Regions from separate parts of the Zea mays genome. Here all the other regions are linked to region 3. The links are chromatin contacts, called in public Hi-C maps. All regions are on one chromosome and are shown on one strand. The core of a region is the stretch at or near the end of the contact, and the rest is flanking DNA. Distances in the headings are between cores, read along the strand shown. Region 1 has its middle 38 kb from the start of LOC100279547. Region 2 holds the start of LOC103629696 (probable N-acetyltransferase HLS1). Region 3 holds the start of LOC103631261 (phospholipase D Z).

Region 1 (3,025 bases), core at 483-2,982, 240 kb after region 3:
AGCCATCTTTGCCGAGTGCTTGACTCTCGGCAAAGCAATCTTTGCCGAGTGCCTGGCTGTGCCGAGTGTCCCGCACTCGGTAAATAAGACCTTTACCGAGCGCAGGTCTTTGCCGAGTGCGGCTCTCGGCAAAGTCTTCTTTGCCGAGTGCCCGATAAAAAGCACTCGGCAAAGCCGCCGGCACTCGGCAAAGGCCCGGATTCCGGTAGTGATTTGATAAAAGTTTTCCTTTGGCTTCTTCTGAGAGACATGGTTCTATCCAAGGTAAATCCTAGCAAAAAGAATCGGCAAGGAAATATTAATTGCACTTGGTGTGATTGCCTAGAAACTACGCAACACATCTTCTTTGACTGTCAGATAGCGAAATTCACCTGGAGAGTGGTGCAGGCGGTACTACATCCCATTTGTATTCCCAAGAACCCCAGTGAGATGTTTAGCCGCTGGCTCCATCTATTCAATAAACGGGACAAGAATTTGTTAACAGTGGGGGTGTAGTGCAGTTCTTTGGACTCTTTGGAAAATAAGAAACGAAGCTTACTTTGAAGATAAAAGAGTAGTTAATACGTTAGACATCTTTATATTCTGCTGTTTTTGGATGAACTCATGGATTTTATTACAGAAAAAATCGGCAAGAAGGATGCTGGAGGAAAGAAGCAACCATATCAGAAAAATGGCTAGTGATTTCTTCATTCGAGCTCGGGGGTGGTCTCCAGTTGACAGGAGGCTGACACAGTGATTGGATGCGCGGGGATCCTTTTTGGCGAAGATGCTTCTTTCTGATCTTGAACCTAGAGACTCTTATGGTTCTTATATCAGGATGCCAGTCTGTAATAATGTCTTGGTTAAACCCCTTTTCCTGTCTTAGTCGTCTTTTAATGGCGATAGTTTTTGAGTCAGGTATGCTGCAAGCTTTAGCTGGGTTAGATGCTGGGCTTTTGTTGCCGGTGGCAATGCTATGACTAAGACAATATTGGTGTGTGTCTGTGGTTACAGAATATCATGTTTCCTGTTTTTTAATGAAATAGGGGGAGATCCTTTTTCGTCAAAATCGCGTGGTGTTTCATTGTCCAAACCTCTTTTACTTGGAGTCCAAGCAGTCGTGTTTAATTTTACGTACAGGAGGACCACTGCGTAAAATACGATTGAAATGTTTTCTGTGCAAACTAGGTACGGTACTCCATCGATGTATCGTTCAAACAGTTTGAACTTTTAATCGCCACCATGGCGTGAGATGGACGAAAGCGGCGGTGGCCTTAACTTACTGTTGTTAATGAGCCAAAAAAAATAAAAAAAATAGGGCTCTATATGCCTCTATCCATTTGGGGGCCTTGCTTGTGCCTATGCACAGTTCGCACATGCCACTATGCCAGGTGTGTTTTTGGCCGACATGACTTGAGATCGAGAGAGGCAGCAGCACCAGCGCACCACGTAGCTAGGAGTACGCGCGCGGACATCACATCGTCATGCATACGCACACGCGGGCACGGACTTGCACTTGCTGGTGGTGACCAGCAGAGAGACGCCAAGCAGAGCTGCACCGATCCAAACAGTCCAGTCAGCTGCACTACCACGGACTTGCACGGATTTCACGTAGCTTTCGCATGCGTGCACGCCGTCACACATTTAGTACGTTCCTCGCCTGGCGTGACGCACACGGGCATGCACAGTGCGATCCACGCGCGCACACACTGTGATCCTAGCTTTGGCTCCTCCTTTTCATGGTCATGGAGAGCGGGCGCCAATGGAATGGAGTGATGGAATGGAGCCCGGCCGCACCAACAGCTAGCTTTGGCCGGAGCTCTGGCCCCGGTCGATGGGACGTACGCCCGTCTAATCCGTCGGAGCTAGCTAAACTTTGTGAGGGGCACCACCAGCCACTGGTCGTCGTCGTCCGTCCCTTGGCCCCCCGGCCGTCAGTCGCGTCGTCCGGCCGCCGACCTCCTTTTGCGTTGTTTACCTAGACCGAGGCCGGGGGCCGCCGAGTGCAGCAGAAAGCGCGGGAGCTTTTTTTGGCCCTTTCCACGCGCGGCGCCTCACACGCCTTTGGATTTGCACATTTATCCAGTCGCGCATGCATGCATGTGCAAGCGTACTACGTCTTTCCATTCGGTCTAATCTAACTAACCGGGCAATTTAATTACTACATGTAATGTAATGTAGTCAGTCGTGTGCAAGCTCTGGAGGGATCAACACATGAACAAAGCAAACAATAGCTCACTTTACCCTCTTTTCCTATTTACTACTCTTATATATGCTTGTTCTTTATGACTGCTACATGATTGGTGAATCGACGACGACGACGAAGAAGAATTAAGCTCTAGAGCGCGCGGCTATAACCGCTGCATGCATGGTCCTTGGATATGTCCAACAATTAATCAACCCCCCCCCCCCCCCCCCCCCCCCTCCCCCACGAGCTTGATCTTATATATGCTATGGGATAATATCTCGAAAGGTGCAGATTTTATTTGGCGTGTTATAGTATTAAACTGACGCTCAACAACAAAAGGTGCTCACCTTTAGTCCAAAAGAGAACCATCAGTACTAAACACAACAACCTCTCTCTAGCTCGCCACCACCTCTCAACCTCTTGCGTTTAGAAACGTGTCCAACAACACTGAAAGTGCACGCCGTGTACCTTTAGTTCATTTGCATATATATGAGTGCACATAACATGCATATAGTATTATATTTGCATCACTATTAATCTATCATGCATGCATCCCCAACAAGTAATAACGCGAGAGCAAGCAAGCTAGTAGCTGCGCCGGTAAGAACGTACGGCTACCCTACCCTCTCTCAAAAGGGCCAAAAAAAAATAAAGGAATCACGTACCAACGCCACTGGGCGTGCTAGCTCCTCGCTTTGGATCGGAGCTTACTAATCTGTAGAGTATCTCGATCGGTGGATTAGTTTGCTAGCTAGCTACTGGGGTACGTTAAAATGGCTAATCATGCATAGGGGTCGATCTAGGGGAATCACTCATATGCAATTGCGTGTGTCCCAGTTGCTTATTAACTAATTCCTT
Region 2 (3,254 bases), core at 516-3,015, 200 kb after region 3:
ATGCAAGGCTCGGTCCGTGCCACGGCTACGTCAGAACTCGCGGGGATCGACGAACAGGACAGTTCCGGACGGCCGGCGCCGGCCAGCCATCCTCGTCGTCGGCATTGTTGAGGTTCTTGATGCACCAGACGTCCTCGTCGCAGGAGAAGCGGCGCCACCTCGGAACGGCAGCGGCGGCCGGGTCGTCGGGCGCAACGTCGGCGGCGACGACGGCGCAGGCCGGGTTGTTGCGGGCCACGTTGTGAGCGTGGTGGCAGAGGGAGCGGAGCAGGGCGGGGCCCGCGGGGCCGGACATGCGGAGGCCGTAGAGGAGGTAGGCGCCGAAGGGGCGGAAGATGTCCGGGACGGAGGGGACGCGCATCCACGGCGCGCCACGGTCGAGCGCCCTGAGCGCGGCGAGCGACGCGCGGAGCAGCGCGCGCGCGCCGCGCACGCGGAGGCGCATGGAGCGGGTGGAGTCCCAGACGCTGAGCACGGCGAAGGACGGGGGCGCGGACTGGTCCGGCTCCGGCGGGCCGCTCTCGACGGCCACGAACGTGCCCAGCGTGAGCTTGTGGGCCAGCAGCGCCGGCATGTCGGCGGGGAGGAACTCCGTGGCCTGCGGCGGGGACAGGCGCGCGTAGGCCGCGGCCGCCAGCGGCGGCGGCAGCTGGAACACGCGGTGCGCGCTCGGGATGGGCAGGCGGTGCGCGTGCACCGGCCTTCCCAGCAACTCCGGCCGCCGGAACGGTGTGTACCCGAACCGGCCCGTGAACAGCGCCAGTGACGCCGCGTTGGACGTGGTCGTCGCCATCGTCGCGTGCGCCGCACCGCGCTCACGGCACCACTCCTCCGCGCGCTCCACCAGCGCCGTCGCGATCCCCAGCCGCCTGCAAGAAAGCGCAATTAGCGTCAGCACACAGCCGTTCAAACCATGATGCGGCGGCGGCGGCGCCTCGAGAACCGTGCCTGCGCCTGCAGTGGATCTCCGGCCAACCAGCCAGAACGCAGGGCCCCTCTCGAAAAGCCCACTCGGCGCCTCCGTGTGTGCATGCATCCGCATGTGGTGAAAACTGAAAGAAAAAAAAGAACTCAAGTGGCACAGCTGTACGCCCGTACCTGTGAGACGGAGAGACCCTGAGACCGAGGAGGCAGGCCACCTTCACGTACGCCGGCGGCGACGGCTCCTCCTTCGTGGAGGAAGAAGGTTTCTGTTTCTTGCCGCCGCCTCTGCTCACCACCCTAACGCAGGCCTTGATGAGCCCGACCATCTCCGCCGCCTCGCCGTACTCGGCAACCTGGGCATTGCAAATTCATCAGCCAACCTCCAACGTACAGAATAATCTGATGAATCGTCACTGTCGAATGCATCTTTCATTCGTGCACATCAATTATCAGTAACAAACCGATCTGCACCTCCAGTTCGAACCTCAAACCGTATTACCACAGCGATCGAATCGGTGTGCCAAACAAACAGAATTGTTCTTCTTTTAGTTAGGCCGCCACTTACCAGCATGACGTGCTCCGGCGCGTGGCGGACCCTCGCCAGCGGGTCGCCGACCTGCTCGACGCAGAGCGACATGCCCTTCTTCTTTCTCTTTGTCTTCTTCCTCATCTTGCTGCCGCCAGTACTGCCGTCGTCGGCTGCGGTGTCGTCACCGCACAGGCCGACCTGGCACCGGCGCTCGAGCTCCTCGACCGCCGCCAGGTCGCTCTCCATGTCGAACTCCCTCACCCTAAACGACACCTTCTTCTCTCCATCCATGACGCTGACCTCAAACGACACCTTCTCTCCATCCACATCCACGACGAGGAGGGCGTGCGGGGAATTTATACAGGTAGCTAGTAGGCTTGGCTGACAGGGAGAGACGAGCGGGAGGGAGGGGTATTGTGGGGTCGTGGCAAAATAGTAATATTCCACTACCAGTGATGCAATTATGGCTACGCAAAAAAAAAAACTAGTAACCCATAATTCGAACCCGGAATACCCGAACCTAAATCGAAAATACAGGAAACCCGAATTTTATTCAAGAATTTTGAGTAGCAACTTGCGAAACCTGAATTTATTTTGGGTAATTCAGATATCATAATCCGGTAGCCAAAATACTCGAGTTACCCAAAATTTTATGTGTCATATACACTCATGACATTCTTAATTATTATTTTATGCATCTTTAATTATATGTAAATATGCATAAGGACAAACGGGCCGCCTGACCCGGCTCGGTGAAGCCCGACCCGTAGGCACGGTTAGAAAACCGGGTCGGGCCGTCTAAGCCCGCGGGCTCGATTTTCTGTCCGAGCCCGGCCCACAGCGGGCCTAAACGGGTCGGGCCAACCCGTTTAGCACGGAAAAAGTGTCCCGAAAAGTGGTTTAAGCGGGCTTAACGGATCAGATAAACACGTTTTAGTGCAAAAAAGCGGGCTTAACGGACTTAGAGGTAAACGGGTCGTGTCGGGCTAGCCCACCGTGCCTAGTTTCCTGTCCGAGCCCGGCCCGCTTATTCGTGACGGGCCGGCCCAGGCCCACATAGAACCGGACCGTGCCGGGCTCGTGTCGGGCCCAAACAGTGGGCTTCGTGCCGGGCTCGCGGGCCTCGTGCTTATTGGCCATCTATATGCATAACTTGTGATTGTAGATTTTCTATGTTTTTTATGTCCATGTATATCATTATTCAAACTATATTTTTTATACTAATTTAATAGATTGCACGTATTTTTACGAAGCTAATTAACTAACACAACATTTCGAGTAGTTCTGAAATATCCAAACCTGAAATTTCGGGTACCCAAATTTTTGGGTATTATAAAACCCGTTGTAAATTCGGATATCGATTCTCAAGAATCAAAATTTAAATTATCCGAATTATCTGATCCGAAATTTTCGGAGGAACGTCCACCCTAGATGCAATGCCCATTGAAGCGCAAGGACGGAGGACAAAGAACAGGCGGCTTTTGTGTACATAGTCTATCCATCTTGGATTTGAATAGTATGGAGAATGTAGCTGATTTAACTGCCTGTGTTAGTTTATTCAGATAAAGCCTAAACTAGCTGAATGGAAGTGGGCCCAGTAAGTGGTCAAGAGACTATATAGTTCATAACTGATCATACATTCACGCAAAACAGTTGATTAAAGGCGCCAAATCAACCTAGCTACATATGTAATCCTATTGCTCTTAAGCACACCAGCCTTTAAACAAGTGAGGTTCTTTCCAGTTCAGCAAAAGACTATAGTATACGCCGATAGGAATTAGGATTTGTAGACCGGAAGCCT
Region 3 (3,247 bases), core at 104-2,603:
TCGTTGTTTGCGGAACCTATATACACATCCTTCTTATCTGATATCCAGACCTTTGCGTGCACAACACCAGATCCCCACCAGTCCTCGAAAAGAACGGTTGCGTTCTCAACATTTGGTCTTCCTGCAGCCAGGTCTGCGCTCTCTTGGTCAAAATCAGGAGCAAATCCAGAGTGCTGGACAATCCTGAAATGATACCACAGCTTGTCAATAGAGAAACGAAATCTCTACATGGACACACTGTTTAGTTATTTATAAATGTTTTGCTTGTTTGCTTTATCACTTCTCTTCTTTGTGATTCAATTGTGACACCAGTTTTTCTGTTGGCCGATAACTATATGTCAATGTTCCAACATACTCTACTACTATTCCAATCATCCTATGGTTAAGTAATAATCACCAACATTATAGAAACTGACAGTTCAAGTATGATACTCGATACTTGCCTGATTTTGATCTTACGGTCTGCAGCATTTTCCAGTGCCTTGTAAACCCGGCGGCCCTCATCGGCCCCGAATCTCCTCATGTCACTCTCGGAAAACCCGTAGTCCCCCGATTTCGGATTGTTCGGCTGGGGCAAGAACTGCCAGTACTGCGCAAGGATGTCCAGACTCTTCGTTGCATTCCCCGAGAGCCACTGGAGCACATCTCCTGAGGTCAGGACCCACAGAAATCAGCAGCCCAATGGATGGATATACGTAGTGACGGCTGCAAGAAGCATTAGTAATTTCACAAACCCACTACCACCATCACCAGCTATGTATCACCAATTCAGCATACGCCTACTCCCCATTCCCCAAACTGGCAAACCCCCATAGACGAGAGAGAGAGAGAGAGAGAGAGAGACGAACCCGTGGATAGGACCCCGGGGATGCGGCTCAGGTGCGGCATGTCCGTGGGGATGGACTGCACCAACCACGCCTTGCAGGTGTCCGCGCCGGCGTCCGCCAACGGCGCCCCCCGCAGCGCGGCGGCAGCGACGACGAGGAGGAGGAGCCGGCGGCGATGGAGGGAGGAGGGCATGGCTGGTATCGTCAGCCCAACTATGAGGGAGAGTGTGAAGTCGTGTGCAAGTGAACTCGAATCGGAGGGTCAAACCTGTTTATGTGATCAGTAATCATGCATGCCGCACGCCAAATTTTAAAATGACAATTACACCTGCCAAATTTAAATGGACAGATCAAAGATCCACCAGGTCAACGCACTGCGCCTGCACGGCTGTACCGGTTGATATATTTTGACAAGGTAACGGAGAAACGAAACGCGCCGCCATGGGCGGTGGATCCGTGGCCGAAGATGCCGCCTCCATTGCTCCGATTTTTTCGCTCCGTTCAAACGTGACGGATGTCCACTGTTCAGGCCAAGCATATTCTCTTCGTATGGATTGGATAGAGTGGGACCATTCGTTCAGCTTTCTCCGTCTACAGTACACTCCAGCCTACTATTACTACTACTATATTTGAGTGCAAGCAAATCTGTTCTTTTGTTTCCCCTACAAACCAGTGGACAAGCACCTGCGATATAGACTAGTACACTTAGGTGTATGGCTATTTAAAGTAATTGTATAATTAGAATAAAAGATATATGTATTTTTCTATAGTGAGTAATTGATATACATAGAAATAGAAACAAGTAGGATAGGGTTTGTTGAAATTGAGCGGGGTGATTTTACATCAGGCATGATCAGCCTAGTCTGCGATACCATTCGAAATTCCGGACAGCTGGGCCAATACAAGGCCCAAATAAGTCTTGTTTTACGGTCCACTACATCTGGCAGCCACGTGCCCATGACAGCTGAAAGGCACTCCCCCGAGTCCCCTGGCTTCGAATCGGAGATGGCACTGGGGCCCACATGCAGCGGCCGCAACCTGACACGGAGGACCTCGATGCGAACATGAACACCTCCAGGTGCAAATATGCAAAACAACCACACGCCCTCTTCGCTTCCTCATTCCTCAATCATCATATTCTTCTTTAATCAACACTGCGAGAGCCTCCCTCCTCGTTCGGTTCGGACTTTTGCTTCGGCGACTTCACGCGGTAGGCCACCGTAAACCCTAGCCCCAGACCGCGGGTCGTAGCCAACGAGATGCAGCTCTTCATCTTGACGCTGACGGGGAAGACCATCACGGTCGAGGTCGAGAGCAGCGACACCATCGATAATGTCAAGGCCAAGATCCAGGTCTGCCACCCCTCCCCTCCCCCTTGTTCACCTCTACGACTCCCGATTCGTAGCCGAATTGTGTCCTTCGTGATCGGTGATAACATCGGAGTAGTCGTGTTGATTGCTTCATCGATTTGGTAGTTCCTTTAGTGCGGTTCTTACCCTTTGCGGGGAAATAGATCTTGGGATAGTGTCTATTGGCTGAAGTATGAAGATTCTCCTCATAACTGGCGCTTATGGTAATTTTTTGCTGGTTGGTATCGTGCCGTGTACTGTCGACACTTAAGCCTTATTCGTTGTGATGAACAAACAAATTTAGGAAATTTAGTACCTATAAACTGTTATGTGGTTATGGAAGATGTAATATTTCCACAAGCACCTAGCATAGAATTCTTTTCATAATAAGAATGTAAAGAGTTGACCCCATACTAATACTGAGTATCACTATTTATGGCTTTTACTCCCTCATTGCCAAATTGTAAGTCGTTTTGAGTAGCACAAACTATGCACCTAGATCCTAGAAAAACCAAAACAAATTACAATTTGGAATGGAGGCCTCCATATTGCATCATGGTTGCTACTTAATTAAAGGCCAAGCCATCTTTTTTTGTAATACTTCGTTTTGTATACTATGTGACTTAGTTTAGGAAAACCATGACTTTGATCTTACTTGTAACCCGGTCCCATTGCGGAATAACATGTTTCTTATCCTCTGTTAGGATTTGCAAAGTAGCGAGATATTCCTTATTTTCGCTTATGTTTTTGGAGTGCAACTGCTGCTTAGATTCTCAAACACATTTTAGGAAATAAAAGCCGACTTTGAGTCATTTCTGGTGAACAAAAAATTGCCTAGTCAAAAACCTCAATCGGAGCTAGCTTTGGATAACATTGTCCATGCTCAAGTAAATTTTATTTGCTAACACTTGTCCATGTTCAATATTTGTATCCCACACCTTTGTCCATGTGTGATCATTTTTCATGTATCATTTGTTTTGCCAAGTGCATTTAAATGTGAATCAAATTCCAAAACTTGTGATAATCAATTTTAAGTAACACTGATTCAGAGACAGGTGAAAGAATGCCATT

What was found. A called contact is a pair of places that touch in the nucleus more often than the background predicts.
Region 1: a contact with region 3 is called in a Hi-C map of ear, with 1.6 times the contacts expected there. The contact joins the enhancer-like site here to the promoter of LOC103631261 in region 3. A contact is called at or near these places in 3 of 25 Hi-C or Micro-C datasets (bundle sheath, ear and leaf).
Region 2: a contact with region 3 is called in a Hi-C map of leaf, with 2.8 times the contacts expected there. The contact joins the promoter of LOC103629696 here to the promoter of LOC103631261 in region 3. A contact is called at or near these places in 8 of 25 Hi-C or Micro-C datasets (bundle sheath, ear, leaf and 2 more).

The regions. Positions count from the first base shown.
Region 1 is chr6:105,534,923-105,537,947 of Zm-B73-REFERENCE-NAM-5.0, reverse strand. No RefSeq gene overlaps it. Among protein-coding and RNA genes, the nearest start is that of LOC100279547, 38 kb to the right of the region's middle. Within about 2 kb of position 1,732, at least 14 of the 20 cell types and tissues checked have an H3K27ac peak or open chromatin away from gene starts, as enhancers often do. A contact at or near this core is called in bundle sheath and ear, where this site is marked.
Region 2 is chr6:105,577,803-105,581,056 of Zm-B73-REFERENCE-NAM-5.0, reverse strand. It overlaps LOC103629696 (probable N-acetyltransferase HLS1), which reads right to left and starts at 1,765. Exons shown (of 4, transcript XM_008650807.2): 1 at 1,490-1,765; 2 at 1,099-1,277; 3 at 75-869; 4 at 1-73. The coding sequence starts at 1,744. The coding sequence ends at 31.
Region 3 is chr6:105,779,322-105,782,568 of Zm-B73-REFERENCE-NAM-5.0, reverse strand. It overlaps LOC103631261 (phospholipase D Z), which reads right to left and starts at 1,353. Exons shown (of 7, transcript XR_004850231.1): 1 at 849-1,353; 2 at 444-648; 3 at 1-183. It overlaps LOC103629697 (ubiquitin-NEDD8-like protein RUB2), which reads left to right and starts at 1,823. Exons shown (of 3, transcript XM_008650808.4): 1 at 1,823-2,179. The coding sequence starts at 2,087.